2 separate regions of the Mus musculus genome follow, and region 2 is linked to region 1. The links are chromatin contacts, called in public Hi-C maps. All regions are on one chromosome and are shown on one strand. Each heading gives the region's core, a stretch centred on a gene start, on an enhancer-like site or on the middle of the called end of the contact. The rest is flanking DNA. Distances are from core to core; before and after follow the strand shown. Region 1 overlaps Fbxo21 (F-box protein 21). Region 2 holds the start of Fbxw8 (F-box and WD-40 domain protein 8).

Region 1 (3,465 bases), core at 619-3,118:
GGCTCCTGCAGATATGCAGCCCAAGGTAAGGCACTCGCTGGACCTGCACTGGCCTCTGCCTGACCATGTGGTCCACACCAGCCAGACTCCTAACTGCCATATCTCCCCGCCTGGCTTCTAATACTGGCCCAAAGCCGCCCTCGTGTGGCCACAGGTGGGAAGTGCAGTCCCTTTCACCATCCCTGTGTGTTGGCGACCCCAGGAAGTCCTAAGCCGGGGATAGGTGGAGCTGAAGAGCCAGAGCGGAGACTACCTTGTGAGCCTGGTGTGCTTTCTGACCAGGAAGATGCACAAGATTGTATTAATTAGAGGGGACGTGAACGATGGACAGATGTACTCATGGGTACCAAGTCAGCCTGGGATGCAGGCTCAGCCTCTCTCATGCAGAGCTGGCTGGAGCTTATGGAGGCCACTTCCACTTTGCCCTGCCCAGAAGGATGTGAAGCAGGAGCTTGGCGATGGGCTCTGGCCTGAACCGTCAGGCTTGCTCTACCCACACTAAAGCTGAAAATACCGAGGGCTCAAGTGGCAAGGTTTCAGAAGGCAGGAATAGTTCCCACATATGTGACCATGTCGTGTGGAGGCTAGGAGGACCCTGCAGTCACAGCACGATGGGTCTCTGGGTAAGGCGACGGTGCCGCCATGCTCCCTGGATGTTCTGCAGGCTCCCACAGCTTTTGAAGCTGAGTCCAGTTCAAACTCTCCAGGCTCTGTTGGGTGACTGGTGAGGGAGACTTTCTGTCCTCAGAAAGCTTATGGGCATGGCAGCACCAGGCACATCAGTTGTCCACGTATACACAGTAGGTGTGACATCTTTACATAGAGCATGGAAGTTTCTAGAAACAGTTCATTTAGTCTTAGATCATTTGCCTGATGCACTTGATAAACCGAGGACTGAACTTTAGATGTTCTGAATAGCTCAAGCCAGCAGTCTACGGAAAAAGGAAGTGTGTGGCCCACTGACCCAGTGCCACACAGTGGCAAGTGCCTGTAATTGTGTTGGTTTCCAGTGGCCTTCCTGTCAGCCCAGAGTGTGGCCTCTCCCAAGGGCTGCTATTGCTGGCTGTGGGGTGCAGGGGTGGCAAGGGACTCTTCCTGTAGCCACACTCAGGCATCACTCACCTTCCTGGGCTAACCTGTCCCTGCGACCTGTGAACTGTTGATTTATGTGCTGGGCTTCCAGCCTGGGTTCTCTACCCCATGATCCTAAGTGTCTGCTCACATTCCACCCTGCCTGCGCCTGCCGACACACTCCGCACGGTGCTGTTTGCTGCCAGCGGGCTCCTCATCTGGATGTGTTTGTCACTGAACAGGGATGTGGACTTTTTGCCAGCGATCGTAGGAGCGTTATAGAATCCTGCTTCGCAGCTAACTAGAGCTGCAGCAGCACTAAACCACATGGCTAACAGCCCATGTTCCATCAGCTTCCTCATTGCCCAGTGGTCACAGGGCAGCCCTGCACAGTGTGACAGGCTCAGCCACGTAGTTCCGCTATGGCTCCCTCCCTCTGCAGAGCCTGGCATTATAGCACAGCTTCTCTCTTCAATCTCTGCTGCACCAGGACTTGAATTTTTTTTTTGTTTTAGGCATCTAGGCATTGGTTGCCCAGGCTGTCTGACCTTCTAGCTTGGCTCACTGTCTCTTTACCTCTGCTTTCTCTGTGACCTGGCAGTGAAGTCTGAGGCCTGACTGCATGGCCATCACTACCCCACAGGCCACCCCACCCAGAGGAGCGGGGATCATGGCCCACACCAGGTGGTGTTGGGTTTGACCCTAGGTAACTCGGCTTCTGTCATTAGCAGGGAGTCATACTGTGTCCTGTGAGTGTCATTCCCCAGAGACCTACGACACTGCGGTTTGCCCTAGCACTTGGTCCAGGCTGACGCAGGAGTAATGTGCTTGAGGCAGGCGTGCCTGCTGCATCTGCTCAGTGACAGGAGAGGCTTCTCCCTGGGCCGCTCCCCACCCCCGCTCCCCGCCAGGAGCCTGCTTCTTACTCCAGTGTGTCATGGTCTCTGAGGACAGTTGGGTGCTCACAGCCCATGGCCATAGGATGGAGACCTTGCTAGATTTTAAATTTTTTTTAGAGAAAATTACTGTTTTTGTGTGTGTGTGTGTGTGTGTGTGCGTGCGCGCGTACACACATGCCATGAGCATGGGGTGTACACACATCCCAAGCATGTGCTGGAGGCTGAGCCAGCGTTAAGGAGCTGGCTCTCCTCCCCCTTTGTGTGGGTCCTGTGTACACAGCTCGTGCTTTTACCCACCGAGCCAACTCAATGGTCTGAGCAGCAACATGTTTTAAAAGACTTTATTTTGCTTTAAATTATGTGCCTGTGGGGGGGTGGGGGAATGGTTAGTGCAATGCCTGCAGAGACAAGAGGTGTTGGTCCTTTGGAGCTGGAGTGATTGGGGGTGTGAGCCGCCCACACAGATGCTGAAGCCCGACTTGGGCCCTACCCACTGGGCTCTCAGTAGCCAGCGCCCTACATTTTGAAACTGCTCCCTTCAGCTTCCCTTTGAGCGTCTCTGCGTTAGTTCATTTGTATTGTGTGTTTTAGTTCAGATCTAATTGTCAGTGAGTCTAGTTTCCTGAGTAGCGAAATGACTTTCTAGTCCTTAGCCCTCCAAAGCATGCGTGGCAGACCCCCTGCTGCCACCAGGGGGAGCACTGCACACACTCTGTTGGCTCCTGTCCTTCACTCTATGGAGGTGTGCCTTTCTGGGGGGGTGGGGAATGGGGATGGTCCCCCCCAGGCAGGCAGGCGATGTCTCATCTGTTACCTAAGGGCCCTTGGTGAGGCTTTGAGCGCAGGAGCCGTAGCTGGATGGCAGGTCCTTCCATAGCTCCTGACATTTCCTAGGCTGCTCTTCCACTGCAGCCTCACACCGTCCACTCCTGCTGGCACGTGTGGTGCCAGGGTGAGGACCCCCGAAGTGGGAGTGAGGGGTATAAAGTGACAGTTGGTTATGTTCGGGGCCATTTGGCCTTCTCTTGTTTAGATTCTGTGTGGTGAGGTGGGCACAGACTGTGGCATGCAGGAAGAGATGAGAAGGGGGCTTGTGGGAGTCGGCTCCCCCCACTGTATGGGTCCTGGGGGGCAAACTGAGGTCTTAGGGTGTCTACAAGTGCCTTTGCCCGCTGAGTCATTTCAGTGGCCTGGCATTGTCTTTTAGGGATAAAATATCAAGCGTTCACTCTTCTGGTGGCTCCACCCCACAACCCTTTGACTAGAGACATCCACACTTAGTACCGAGAGAGGTCTGTGGCCTCTGTTCAAACAGTGGAGTGGAGATAAATGCGTACTGTGCATTTGGTATAGATGGCAAGTTGAGTACTAGACTCCAGGGTGTGCAGGATGTGCTGGCCGCTGTCCCCCAGAGAGGGCGGGGCCAGGCTAGGCGCCCATAGAGGGCTCCTGTGGTGTCTCTTGCGCGCCTGTCCATGGAGTTTAAGGAAACACG
Region 2 (3,465 bases), core at 570-3,069, 150 kb after region 1:
AGCTGACGTAAAAACTAGCCAGCACAGGGGCCAACAGCGGCTACACAGCTGACAATATATAAACCCTGACAGGTTCTCAGCAGCAGAGGTGGAGCTACTTCCCTGGGCTGCTGGTTAGCAGGTCTGAGAGGACTCAGGAACCTACACAACACCAAGGCGGGGGGGGGGGGGGGGGGGGGGCACGGGACGGGACGGGACTGGACTCAAGCTTCAGTTGGTGAAGCTAAAACACAGGAATCCAAATTCAATCCCCAGATTTTCTCAGTTGGGTAATCCTGAGAAAACTGCAAACAAAACAAACAACAAACAAACAAAAACATATGTAAAAGGAAATAGTTAAATAGTTATCTACCTCATATATGGCCATCTTAGAATCAAGGCAGAGCACCTGACACTTGTTTAAAAGAAAGATGGCCTTAAAACTCAAAATAGAAGCTACTGGTGTCATTTAAATAAAACTTTCCATTGCATAAAATTAACCATTTTTTAAAAATTACGTGTCTGCAGGGAGAGTAATTGTGTGTGCAAGTGCCCATGGAAGCCAGACCCATTAAATATCCTAAACTACAGTTACAAGAGGTCGTAAGCCACCTGGCACGGGTACTAGAAACCCAACTCCTGAAAAGCCTGTTGCGCTCTTAGCTACTGAGCCATCTCTCCAGCCCTTTCCCATCATTTCTCTAAACAACTTTCACTTACAGACAAGTATCCCCCCCACTGGGCTGTAGAAATTTTCTTTGAACCTGGTTTGAGTGAAACCATTAAAGCCTTCTCTTCTGACCTAACTCTTAACCTGGGAGCCATGGATCTTGTCAGGAGGGGTCTTGATTTGATTCTCCCGACTTGGTCAATGAGGCCGGAGAAAGAGGTTCCTGATTCTCCGAGGGACACATGCCCTCCAAAGGCTAAGAGCCTCCTAAAAATACTGACCAAAGGTTTCTTCTTCGCCGTAGTCCTTTCGTTTCTTCTGATTTATGGTTTATTTTTTTAATTTAGATAACACGTTACGTTAGGAAAATAAAAAAATACAGAGAAAAAAAAAAGAACATTAATTCCGTCCTCTGCTTTTTCTTGACCTTCCTCTCCGAAGTCAACCTTTCTTCCATGGTTTGGGACGTTTCTAGAATAGTATTTCTCCAACTCACACGTAGTCCTTTATGGGCGGATTCTTTTTAGCCGGGGGGGGGGGGGGGGGAAGGGTGTCCTGGATGTTTGCGAACATTCCTCAACCTTCTTACAAACCCAAGAATGCGCACACACCTACTGTCAACACCTCAAGATGTTTACAGGCAAAGCTGCTGAAGGAGAACCACTCGTTCCAGGGACATCTGGGTGTTCAGGGTTCCCGCTGTGCCCGCGTCCGCGACTTTCCCCACCATAGATGGTGGGCCCACAGGGAGAGACATCTTGTCCCCGGCCACTCACCAAGTCGCGGATGAGCTGATCCACCAGCGGCTCGGGCTCCGTGGCGTCGCGGTCTGGGGGTGAGCGCGATCGGCTGGACGTATCCTTCCTGTCGCCTCCCCGGCCAGGCCTGGGCGCCGGGGGTCGGCCCGCGCCCTCCAGCAGCCCCTGCGCCAGCCCCAGGTAGCCCGAGGCCGGCTCGCCTCGCGCTCCCGCCTCGGGCCTTCGCGGCGACCGCCGCTCCCCAGCCTCGAGCCGCCGCCGTCGCCTCAGCGCCTGTGACTGCGCCAACTCCTCCTGCCAGTGCCGGCGGAACTCCTCCAGGTTGTGGTCGTCCATGCTTGACGCGCCCAGGCCGACGCGGCACCCAGGGGCTGCCAGAATGGGGACGGACTGTCCATCCGCCGGAAGTGTCCGTAGTCGGCCTGGAGACTTCCGGGAGCGCGTCTTGTAGGTTCCGGGCAGCCACGCCCCTCTGCTTCGACATCCCTTGTTTTTGGCACCTTTGTACCAAGCAAGCCATGCTTTAAATGGCTGCTATATACATATTGCAAAAGGTCGCGTTTTTTAATGTAGCGGTTTTTATTGCATTTATTTATTTATTTAGTGCGTGCGTGTGTGTGTGTGTGTGTGTGTGTGTAGGTCACAGAACAAATTGGAGGATTCAGTTCTTGCCTTCCACCAAGTGGGTCTCAGGGATCGAACTCTCAAGTCACCAGGCTTCGCAGCAAGCATTCTTTTCTGCGGAGCCAGCCCAACCTGATGTTACCCTTCAGATCTACACACACCACACCCAATTAACCATCTCTGCCTTCTTAAAACTAACATTCCAATAAAACAGAGGTAAAGATTTTTTTGGGGGGGGGGGGGGTTCGAGACAGGGTTTCTCTGTGTAGCCCTGGCTGTCCTGGAACTCACTCTGTAGACCAGGCTGGCCTCGAACTCAGAAATCCGCCCACCTCTGCCTCCCAGTAAAGATCTTTTTAATGTGAATGTCTGAATCCGCAGGAAAGGTTATATAGAAAAATAAGAAATCGGGTCAGATAACAAAGTGATGGACAGAGGGAGGAGCCAATTAGTGGCCACCATGAAGCCAGGCGTGGTGGCGCACGCCTTTAATCCCAGCACTCGGGAGGCAGAGGCAGGTGGATTTCTGAGTTCGAGGCCAGCCTGGTCTATGGAGTGAGTTCCAGGACAGCCAGGGCTACACAGAGAAACGCTGTCTCGAAAAACAAAAACAAAACAAAACAAAACAAAAACAAAAACAAAAACAAAAACAAAAAAAGAGCTGTCATGAAGACCTCTCTGAGGAAATGCCATTTAAGCTACTAGCTGATAAACAGGGGGTGGGGAGGGGGGCGGGGAAACAGCTATGGAAAATCAGCAGAGATTTCCAGGACTACAGGTCCAAAGTCGGTACCGTAGGAAAGGATCTGTGAAGGAATGTTCTGGAAGGAACCCCCACCTCCCGTTGAGTCTTCCACAAGGCTGCTTAGCTCATCAGAACTGCAGCCACTGTGGGAAGGTTGGAATGTTGCAAGTCTAGAGTGTAATAATGGTTTGTCTTGGGCTATCATTAGCGCCCCCTATTAATCATTCTGTTCCTGCCTCTGTGTCAAACCTAGCTCCCCTGTGACTGTCAGTCAAACCTAGCCCCCCTGTGACTGTCAAACCTAGCCCCCTTGTGACTGTCAGGAGAAACCGTTTGCTATATTAGCCTCATCGACTCCTATCTTCCACCAACCCAAAACTTCAGAATGTCACCAGGTAGTACCTACAACAGCGAGTCCCCACCCCTACTTGATATTTCCACCGATGTATTTTAAACTGCTCTTGATTTTTTTTTTTTTAATTTTCCTTGTTCTTTTCATGAAATCTCTGACACAATGGGACGTGAGATTGGGGTGACCTAAGTCCATGTTCCCAGATGTGTGTTGTGAATGGAAAGACATAAGGGCCAGTTTATGTTTCAAGAACAGGGTGCTGATGTAGGCAAGGGTGGCTAAGGCTGAACATGCGGTTGAGGGGTCACTCTGAGTCAGCACAAAATGGCTGTCGCTG

Evidence for each region. Hi-C and Micro-C count contacts between places; a contact is called where the count stands out from the background.
Region 2: a contact with region 1 is called in a Hi-C map of cerebellum, with 4 times the contacts expected there. The contact joins the promoter of Fbxw8 here to the enhancer-like site in region 1. A contact is called at or near these places in 3 of 39 promoter capture datasets (hippocampal neurons, liver and neural stem cells), 5 of 484 Hi-C or Micro-C datasets (CD4 T cells, DN3 thymocytes, cerebellum and 2 more), 2 of 115 datasets of contacts at active chromatin or transcription factors (embryonic stem cells and extraembryonic endoderm stem cells) and 4 of 9 other capture datasets (adipose tissue, embryonic stem cells, liver and 1 more).

The regions. Positions count from the first base shown.
Region 1 is chr5:118,002,148-118,005,612 of GRCm38.p6, forward strand. It overlaps Fbxo21 (F-box protein 21), which reads left to right. Exons shown (of 12, transcript NM_001346588.1): 11 at 1-25. Among named protein-coding and RNA genes, the nearest start is that of Tesc, 24 kb to the right of the region's middle. Within about 2 kb of position 1,869, at least 7 of the 459 cell types and tissues checked have an H3K27ac peak or open chromatin away from gene starts, as enhancers often do. A contact at or near this core is called in cerebellum, where this site is marked.
Region 2 is chr5:118,153,639-118,157,103 of GRCm38.p6, forward strand. It overlaps Fbxw8 (F-box and WD-40 domain protein 8), which reads right to left and starts at 1,820. Exons shown (of 11, transcript NM_172721.2): 1 at 1,426-1,820. The coding sequence starts at 1,743.